Regions from separate parts of the Macaca mulatta genome. Here region 1 is linked to region 2. The links are chromatin contacts, called in public Hi-C maps. All regions are on one chromosome and are shown on one strand. The core of a region is the stretch at or near the end of the contact, and the rest is flanking DNA. Distances in the headings are between cores, read along the strand shown.

Region 1 (4,395 bases), core at 115-2,614, 190 kb before region 2:
TGAGGAATCACCACACTATCTTCCACAATGGTTGAACTAATTTACACTCCCACCAACAGTGTAAAAGCGTTCCAATTTTCCACATCCCTCTCCAGCATCTGTTGTTTCCTGACTTTTTAATGATCACTATTCAAACTGGCATGAGATGATATCTCATTGTGGTTTTGATTTGCATTTCTCTAATGACCAGTGATGATGAGCTTTTTTTCATATGCTTCTTGGCCACATGAATGTGTTCTTTTGAGAAGTGTCTGTTCATATCCTTTACCCGCTTTTTGATGGGGTTATTTTTTTTTTGTAAATTTTTTAAATAAACTTTTTATTTTGGAATAATTTTAAATTTATGTAAAAGTTGCAAAGATACTACAGACAAGTCAATTCCCTAAATGTTAACATCTTACAGTACATTTGTCGAAACTAAGAAACCAACATTGATACGTTCCGTTGAACTAAATTCCAGACATTTAGATTTCCCCAGTTTTTTCACTAATTTCCTTTTTCTGTTCGGGGTCCAATCCTGGAGACCACAGGGCATTTTGTTATCAAGTCTCCTTAGTCTCTTTCGGTCTGTGGCTCTTTCTGAGTTCTTTCTTGACCCCCATGACCTTCACAGTCTTGAGTGGTAGCGGCCAGATATCGTGAAGAATGTCATTCGGTCTGGTTTGTCTGCTATTTGTCCTCATGGTTAGACTGGGGTTATGGGTTTTGGTGAAGAATACCACAGAGGTGAAATGCCCTCATCACATATCAATGTGCTGTCAACATGACTTATCACTGGTGACGTTAACCTTGAGCACTTAGATAAGTAGTGCTTTCACCAGGTTTCTCCACTTTGAATTGTTTCTTTTCTAAATGAGTTCCAAGGGAATAAAGCTTTGGCCTTTGCCACTAAGAGTTACCTGGATAAACTGGAAGAGGCGGGGGTGGGTAACTAAAGGTGGCTTTGTCACTCTGTCACCCCCTGCTTGGCCATGAGTAGGATACAGTGGTTTGGAATCATCCCTAACCTTGCTGGGTTCTGCACCCCTCATTCCAGATGAAGTGGGGTCTGCTAACGTTGGTACGGGTGTGTGAATCACCAGGAGGGCTGTTTAAGAAATAGCTGCTGATTGGGTGGGCTTGCCACAGAGCCCAGGCCGTTGTAGTTTTAATGAGCTCCCAGGTGACTCTGATGTACATCAGCTTTTGAGAACCACTGAGCTACAGCTCAGATTTTCTTGCAACTGAAAATATCCACGCGAGTTTCATTCTGGTATTTATATCTGCCAGCAGGTGGAACCAGAGGCCTATGACATTAAATCCACTGACGAAAACTAGGACAAATTCCAGTCAACAAAGCATTCCGCATTGTAAGCAGAATTAGGGTTATTTTGAAACAGATGGGCGCTACAGAGGCTGCTGCACTGAATATTATGGAGTTGTTTATTGTCTAGATGGCCTGAAACCCAGGAATTATTTGCCAGCATCTAGCAGTTTCTATGTCATATTAGAATTCTTCCAGAGCAGAGGAGACTGACAAGGCACTGGGAGAGATATAGATACAGATACGGATATGAATGCAGATAGTTTAACTATTTCTAATTCTGAATTTCCTCCTGCTATTGTGCATGCTGCCTTGTGTTAGTGAGTGCTTTGCAGGAATCATCCGGAGCCTCCTTAATATGCTAACTCCAAATCAGAGGAGATAAACAGACACAATCTATGGTAATAAGACAATCAATCCTAGATGCAGTAATACTCAAAATGATCTATGTTAGGCCTAACCAGGTGGTACTGGTTACTGGCTCACATTATCACTCAAACCACCCCCAAAACTTGTACTTGTCCCCAATCCTCCTCTTTGCGTCTGCCCCTCCTCCTCAGCCCCCACCCCAACCCCAGGAGAGCATCAGAAGGGCGGAAGTGAGATAAAAGGCCCATCTAGCTCCCATTCTGACTGTGCCTGATGCCTGGTTCAGAGTGCACACTGCTGTCTAAGGACACTCAGAACTTGGTTTGACTTGGGGGTTTTTCTGCTCTAGCACTGAGTGAATGTACAAGACCAGGGCTTATAAAGTGAGTATTCCATGAGTTCTAGGAATCTGCAAAAATCTCCAGCACCAGTGGTTCCTTTCAGGAGAATATTTCTAATTCCTTAGTCTATGACCCCAGGGAGTTAGCTGTTGCTGTTCTGCCTGGTATGCCTAGGCTCAGAGAGGTCACAAAGGCTGTCATGGACTCAATGTTTGTGTTCCCTCAAAATTCATACTTTGAAGTCCTAACCCTCAATGTGATGGTATGTGGAGGTGGGGCCTTTGGGAGGTAATTAGGTTTCCATGAGACAGGATGGTGGAGCCCCCGTGGTGGTATTGGTACCCTTATCAGGGAATGAAGAGGCCAGAGCTCGCACTCTCTGCCATGTGAGGTCACAGTGAGAAGGCGGCCATCTATAATCCAGGAAGAGGGCCCCACCAGAACCTGATCATATTAGTACCTGGAACTTCGAGCCTCCAGAACTGTGAGAAATACATTTTTGTGGTTTAAGCCACCCAGTCCATGGCGGTATTTTGTTAAGGTGGCCTAAACTCACTAAGACAGCATCTTTGAAGTTGGCAGCTTGGCAACTGGTAGTTCAGCAGGTGCCGGCTGTCACAGCTGCTGGGCAGGCCCCCAGTGATCAGAGGGGTGAACAGATGTGCTTTCTGGTGGAGAAGAAAGCACATCTTTCTTGGGACCCTGTCCTAAGTGGTGGTTTCATAATTGCCTGGGACAGCAGCTCCCTCCCTCCAAGGGACACAATGCCAGCTGCATGGCTCACCCTCCTACACGAGCAGGGGCAGTTCCTCCATTCACAAATGACAAGGTCCCCCACACCATTGCATTTTGCCCAGGTGCTCAAATCTCCTGTTCAAATAAAGGTACAAAGAAGCATTTTTGATAACATTGAGACCTGTTTTGTTTTTTTCTCACTCCCTTCCACTTGAGTTTCAAACCACAGAGACGGCCCAATTTCCAGTCCTTCAAACCAAGGGTCAAGGGAATGTTTTCATTGACTTTTGAAATCAAAGACCATTTGAAATTAGCCAACATTTCCCTCAGAAACCTCAATCTTCTTAAAACACTCTTTAACCTTTGTACATGAAAAAAAGTACAAGTAAACATCGTTCCAAGCATTCAAGGAATAAGGAAAAAAAAAAAAAAAAAAAAGACAAGCCAGTGGGAAAAGAACTTTGAAAAGGGACAAAAAGTTGGCAACTTCTGCTGAGAACAACCATCCCCGAGTGGTCAAGTTTAGGTCACATTGGACAACCACGGCAGATAACCATGTGTCTAGTAAAACAAGGCTGTTGGGCCTGGGAAAAGAAGTGGATTGAGGTGGCTGGCCCCCAGGGTGGGTAGCCTGACTGACTAGCAGCAAGTAAAGTGAACCACATAAGTGGCCCCAGGTCCCACACCTACCCAATACTTCCATGCCACCTTCCCGCAGAAAACACAGCATTCTTCGAAGGGCTAAAGACTAGATGCTGGATCTAGAACAGTGATTCTCAAACCCACGTCGGGGAGCTTGGTGAGAGGCAGATTCTAGGGTTCTAATGGGAGATTCCAGATCAATGTCTGTTGGGGGACCCAGAAATGTGCATTTTTTAACATGCACCTCAAGTGAGCTGGATGTCCACATGCCCCACTTTGAGAAACTTTGATCACAGGAATGCCATACTGTGTTCTGTGGTTATGTTTGTCTTTGACCATTTGCACTAGCATGGCATTTGGTTTTGTATAAGTAGGTTTTTGGTGACATTTATTATGAGCCAAAGACTATGGTAGTTTCCTAGGTTATGCTATGCTCAACCTTGGATGATGTAGATTTTAAAAGATACCAATGCAACCCAGCTATCTTGAAAAACACAACAAATACAATTGTTAGTTAAAATTCTCTTAGTGATGACATTAGAGTAGAAGAAACTGGCCCAATGTAGCTCCCCCAGTCCTAGGAACAAAGGAATTCACCTCTGGATCCCTGGTGCCTGGTACATAGTGGGTGCATTATAAATGCTTGAGGAATGAATGAAAGAACAAGCTAACATACCATTAGGGCAAATTTCCATTTCTGGCCTCAGCCACTAAATAGCTCTCAAATCCTGAGACACAAATAGTGAGGAACAGGTGAGTGGGGACTATAAGCCCATAGACTTTGGAACACAATTCAGTCGATTTGTTTTCTCTATGAAATTTACAAGATTTGCGTGGGCTCTGGGGTTCTGGACACATCAAAGAACATTCAGCAGCTAGAAACAGGCTGAGATATGAGATGTATTGCATCTATTTATGCTGAATGCTGTGTTAAATGTTTTAAAAGTTCAAATTATCTTTACCTTTCAAATACCATAAGCCTGACTGTACATAACTACAGGTCCA
Region 2 (4,916 bases), core at 1,759-4,258:
ACTCCTTTAATTAGTATTGTATTAGTGACATCAACATAGCTGTTGCAATGTTGTGATGAATCACTATTTTAGCCCTCTTTTAAAATGCACCTTAGCGTATTACGCAAATCGGCTCTAACTCTCCTATAGATGGCAGCATCGAGCAACAGATTTTGGTAACAGCTTGTTCTTCTGTTCGTGAATTTTCAGTGAGGAGAAAATTTTCCATACAGTGTATTTCATTACAATACACCAAAAGACTAATTTAGCTTAGGTGACAGAATAATATTCATACCTGCTCAGCATTACTTCAGTGAGTTCCCATAAACGCGTCTTTTTCTATTCTATATATTACATGAACCAAATGTAAATGCATTTCCAGTTAGCCCATTAATTTAAAAAAATGTAGAGAACAATTGAATTTACTGTAGTATAATTATAACAAATGTTAACCACCTTTAAATTGGTAGTAAAACATCAGCAAGTAGAAAAATGGCACTAATATCCTATGATCAGTGACTATCTTCCATAGGAAACCCATGGGTCTGAACATAATTTGTCACAGCAGTGCGGTTTATTTCATAATTTTATCGAATATTTAGCAACTGAAATTGTGTTTTTTAAAGCAGAAATGCTTTAACACTGAGAGATATATTTTTAAAACGGTTTATTATCATAATTAGCTTTTTATGATCAAAATCCTTCCTATGAAGATAATTGTAAAATACATGCAAATAAATTTTCCAACCCTCCCCTCCTTCTAGAAAAGAGTATTTTTTCCCCCATAGAGGTACAGTACCTTTATTTAGCTTTGTTTTGGTGGGGAAGGGGGGAGGTTGGAGGGATGAAGGTAGGGACCGGGCCATTTGAAAAGTAAATGTGTATAGATTTGATTTGTTGTCTTACAAAACGTTAAATACTCCACTACCCCCATCGCAGCGCTAAACATCAAACCTGTAAAAAGCCCTTTGGCCTTATCTGGATTACATTTTTACTAGTAAACAACCCTTTTATCATCTCTCTTTTTTCTTGTCTAGGGTAAAACCAGGCACACAGTTACACTTTTCCACCAACTTCAGGCGTCTCTATTCTTCACCTCCCTGCCCCACCCTCCATAAGGCACTCTATACCCCCAGAATTTCGGTCACTGTGAGTGCCGCCTCGCTTCCATTTCCAAATATCTGCTATTAATAGCCTTGCTATAGTGGGCACGTGTGCCCACATCACCAAGCTGTCAGAGGAAAAGGAGGGAGGGCTTTCAATTCAACATGTGTACTCAAATTATAGATTAACCAGGTTTAGATGAGGCTGCAGAACGACCGGGAACAGGAAGGAGAGAGGAGAAACGGGAGGCTCCCAGGCTTGGGTAGGGAGGAGCCCCTCTGCAGATGCCCAATCCCCCTAATTTACGTATCGCACGCCTCTGAATGGCGCTCATGGTTCTTTTTCTCCTTCATCATCATCATCTTCTTCTTTTTCTTTTTCTTTTTTTACTACGCTTTGCAACCTACCTTGGTACCCTCAACCCTTCTCCCCCACCTTCCCTCTGCAGTGCAAGGCTTGAAAAACAGGCCATCCCACCAATCAGCAGGCCGCCCAGGGAAACTCGCCCCGCCCCTCAGCCCGCATTGGGCCGAGGCGCGCTCCCCCGCGGCCCGGAGGGTCCGGGCCACTGAGCATGCCCAGCGCCTGGACTGCAGAGTGCCCCGCCAACATCCCGCAGTGCTTGGAAGCCCCAGGCCGAGGAGGGTCTCGTAGTAGTAAATGGGCGGCAACCCCAAACGGGCCGGGCATCAAAATGAGACAGCATTAAACCGAGTGACATCTGTGTGGGTCCTTAGTGCCAGGCGAGCAAGCAGGGACAAACTGCTTGTTTATAGGTCAGCTTAAAAAATAAAAAAACTTTGGGGAACATTTGCTTGTGGGGAGACTGATACCGCAAGGTGACCCTGAAAGGGGCGCTTCAAGGAGACCCAGGCTGCTGATCTGGTCCATTCATGAAGTACCCATTTTCCTGTACAGTTGAGCTGGCACCATCCTTGTTTTCTCCCTATTATCCTTGTGGTCAAGGTTAAAAATTTATAGGGTGGTTCAATGGGTGTGGGAGCTGTGTGTGAAAAAAACATTTCAGCCAATATTTGCACAGTAGGGTTTTGGCCTTATGAACCCTCTGAAGGTCCCTAACAGCTTTTTAAAGTCACGGATAGACTTCGGAATATGATAAGGGACCTCTCATTTCCCCTCCCCCATGCCCTCAGCCTTATGTGTGAATCCCCCCTCACTCGGATGGGCAAGGGGAGCAGGAGAAACGGTGATATTTACATTTTCTCCCTAATTGATCAGCAGCTAATCCCACAGCGCCGGATGTGAGACACTTCCTGGGGATCCCTGTTCTCCTTTTGCAGTGACCATAACTGCTCCGAGTCACTGCCCTTCGGCGTCCCTCTGTGCCTTCCAGGTACCTCACGGCAGCAAATCTGGGGATCCCAAGGTGGAGGGCTGGCCCAGAAGTCCTTTAGAAAACCTTACAAAAATACAGATCCCTCACCATGGCCTATCGCCCTGAAGCCGAAATGTAGCTTTTAAATTTCCTGGGAGAAAAAGCCTTGACTAGAAACCTTCCTCCCGTGGGTAAGTCTTACCTGCTAGGTAAGAGGCAGCCCAGCTCCCGCGCCCCCGCCTTCCCCCGGTCTCCCACTCGGGGCTCTGTAGCCGCAGTGCCCCCCCCGTCGCCCCCCACCCTCACTCCTGCGTCTTCTCGAGCTCGCCCCCTCCCGTTTTCCCAGACTCCCCTCGTGCGTTCGGGTAGCCACCCAAACACCCCCGCCCGCGCCCACCGCGGGGATTCCTGCGGGCCGGGGGCGCCCTGGGTGGCGCGCGGTGAGGGAGGCGCTGCGCCTGGGCTGGCGGCCGCGCAGGGGCGCTGTCCTAGCGCTGCGCCGGGGCTCGGCGCGGGCGCCGCTGCAGTACGGCCGGGGGGCGGAGAGGGGCGGGCGCGGGGCGGGCTCGGCCCGGAATGTAGAGACCCGGGCGGGAGCCTCCCGGCGGCGGCGGCTGCCCGGCTGCCGAGCGCGGAGGCTCCGTCACGTGTTTTTCTCCTCCGAGTGAGACGGCGGCGCGGTCGGAGGGGGCCGGCGCGCAGAGCCAGACGCCGCCGCTTGTTTTGGTTGGGGCTCTCGGCAACTCTCCGAGGAGGAGGAGGAGGAGGAGGAGGGAGGAGGGGGGAAGTAACTGCAGCGGCAGCGCCTCCCTAGGAACAGGCGTCTTCCCCGAACCCTTCACAAACCTCCCCCATCGCCTCTCGCCCTTGTCCCCTCCCCTCCTCCCCTGCCGACTGGAGCGAGGGGCAGGGATGAGCCTGTCCCTCCGGTCGGTCCCCAGCTGCACTGGCTGCCCGGTAGCGTTTCGCATGGAAAAGCCACTTTCTCCGCCCGCCGAGATGGGCCCGAATGGGGGCTGCAGAGGACGCGCCCGCGGGCGGCGGCAGCAGCAGCAGCAGCAGCAACAGCCGCAGCGCCGCGGTCTCTGCGATTGAGCTGGTATTTGGGCGGCTGGTGGCGGCTGGGACGGTTGGGGGGTGGGAGGAGGCGAAGGAGGAGGGAGAACCCCGTGCAACGTTGGGACTTGGCAACCCGCCTCCCCCTGCCCAAGGATATTTAATTTGCCTCGGGAATCGCTACTTCCAGAGGGGAACTCAGGAGGGAAGGCGCGCGCGCGCGCTCCTGGAGGGGCACCGCAGGGACCCCCGACTGTCGCCTCCCCGCACCGGACTCCAGCTGGGGCGACGAGAGATGCATCTTCGCTCCTTCCTGGTGGCGGCGGCGACTGAGAGGAGACTTGGCTCTCGGAGGATCGGGGCTGTCCTCACCCCGGACGCACTGCCTCCCCGCCGGGCGTGAAGCGCCCGAAAACTCCGGTCGGGCTCTCTCCTTGGCTCAGCAGCTGCGTCCTCCTTCAGCAGCCCCTCCCTGGCGCGGGGGGCGGCGTGGATTTCGGAGTCGGGGTTTCTGCTGCCTCTAGCCCTGTTTGCATGTGCGGGGCCACAGCGAGGAGCCTCCGCCCCCCACCCGGTTGTTTTTCGGCGCCTCCCTCTGCTCAGTGGCGGTGGCGGCGGCAGCAGCATGGCGAGCCCTCCGGAGAGCGATGGCTTCTCGGACGTGCGCAAGGTGGGCTACCTGCGCAAACCCAAGAGCATGCACAAACGCTTCTTCGTACTGCGCGCGGCCAGCGAGGCTGGGGGCCCGGCGCGCCTCGAGTACTACGAGAACGAGAAGAAGTGGCGGCACAAGTCGAGCGCCCCCAAACGCTCGATCCCCCTTGAGAGCTGCTTCAACATCAACAAGCGGGCTGACTCCAAGAACAAGCACCTGGTGGCTCTCTACACCCGGGACGAGCACTTTGCCATCGCGGCGGACAGCGAGGCGGAGCAAGACAGCTGGTACCAGGCTCTCCTACAGCTGCACAACCGTGCCAAGGGCCACCACGACGGAGCTGCGGCCCTCGGGGCGGGAGGTGGCGGGGGCAGCTGCAGTGGCAGCTCCGGCGTTGGTGAGGCTGGGGAGGACTTGAGCTACGGTGACGTGCCCCCAGGACCCGCGTTCAAAGAGGTCTGGCAGGTGATCCTGAAGCCCAAGGGCCTGGGTCAGACAAAGAACCTGATTGGTATCTACCGCCTCTGCCTGACCAGCAAGACCATCAGCTTCGTGAAGCTGAACTCGGAGGCAGCCGCCGTGGTGCTGCAGCTGATGAACATCAGGCGCTGCGGCCACTCGGAGAACTTCTTCTTCATCGAGGTGGGCCGTTCTGCCGTGACGGGGCCCGGGGAGTTCTGGATGCAGGTGGATGACTCCGTGGTGGCCCAGAACATGCACGAGACCATCCTGGAGGCCATGCGGGCTATGAGCGATGAGTTCCGCCCTCGCAGCAAGAGTCAGTCC

What was found. A called contact is a pair of places that touch in the nucleus more often than the background predicts.
Region 1: a contact with region 2 is called in a Hi-C map of fetal cortex germinal zone, with 4 times the contacts expected there. The contact joins the enhancer-like site here to the promoter of IRS1 in region 2. A contact is called at or near these places in 4 of 14 Hi-C or Micro-C datasets (fetal cortex germinal zone, fetal cortical plate, fibroblasts and 1 more).

What each region holds. Positions count from the first base shown.
Region 1 is chr12:132,250,945-132,255,339 of T2T-MMU8v2.0, reverse strand. All of the region lies in intron 6 of RHBDD1 (rhomboid domain containing 1), which reads right to left. Among named protein-coding and RNA genes, the nearest start is that of RHBDD1, 150 kb to the right of the region's middle. Within about 2 kb of position 1,364, at least 14 of the 40 cell types and tissues checked have an H3K27ac peak or open chromatin away from gene starts, as enhancers often do. A contact at or near this core is called in fetal cortex germinal zone and fetal cortical plate, where this site is marked.
Region 2 is chr12:132,063,351-132,068,266 of T2T-MMU8v2.0, reverse strand. IRS1 (insulin receptor substrate 1) reads left to right here and starts at 3,008. Exons shown (of 2, transcript XM_015111186.3): 1 at 3,008-4,916. The coding sequence starts at 4,101.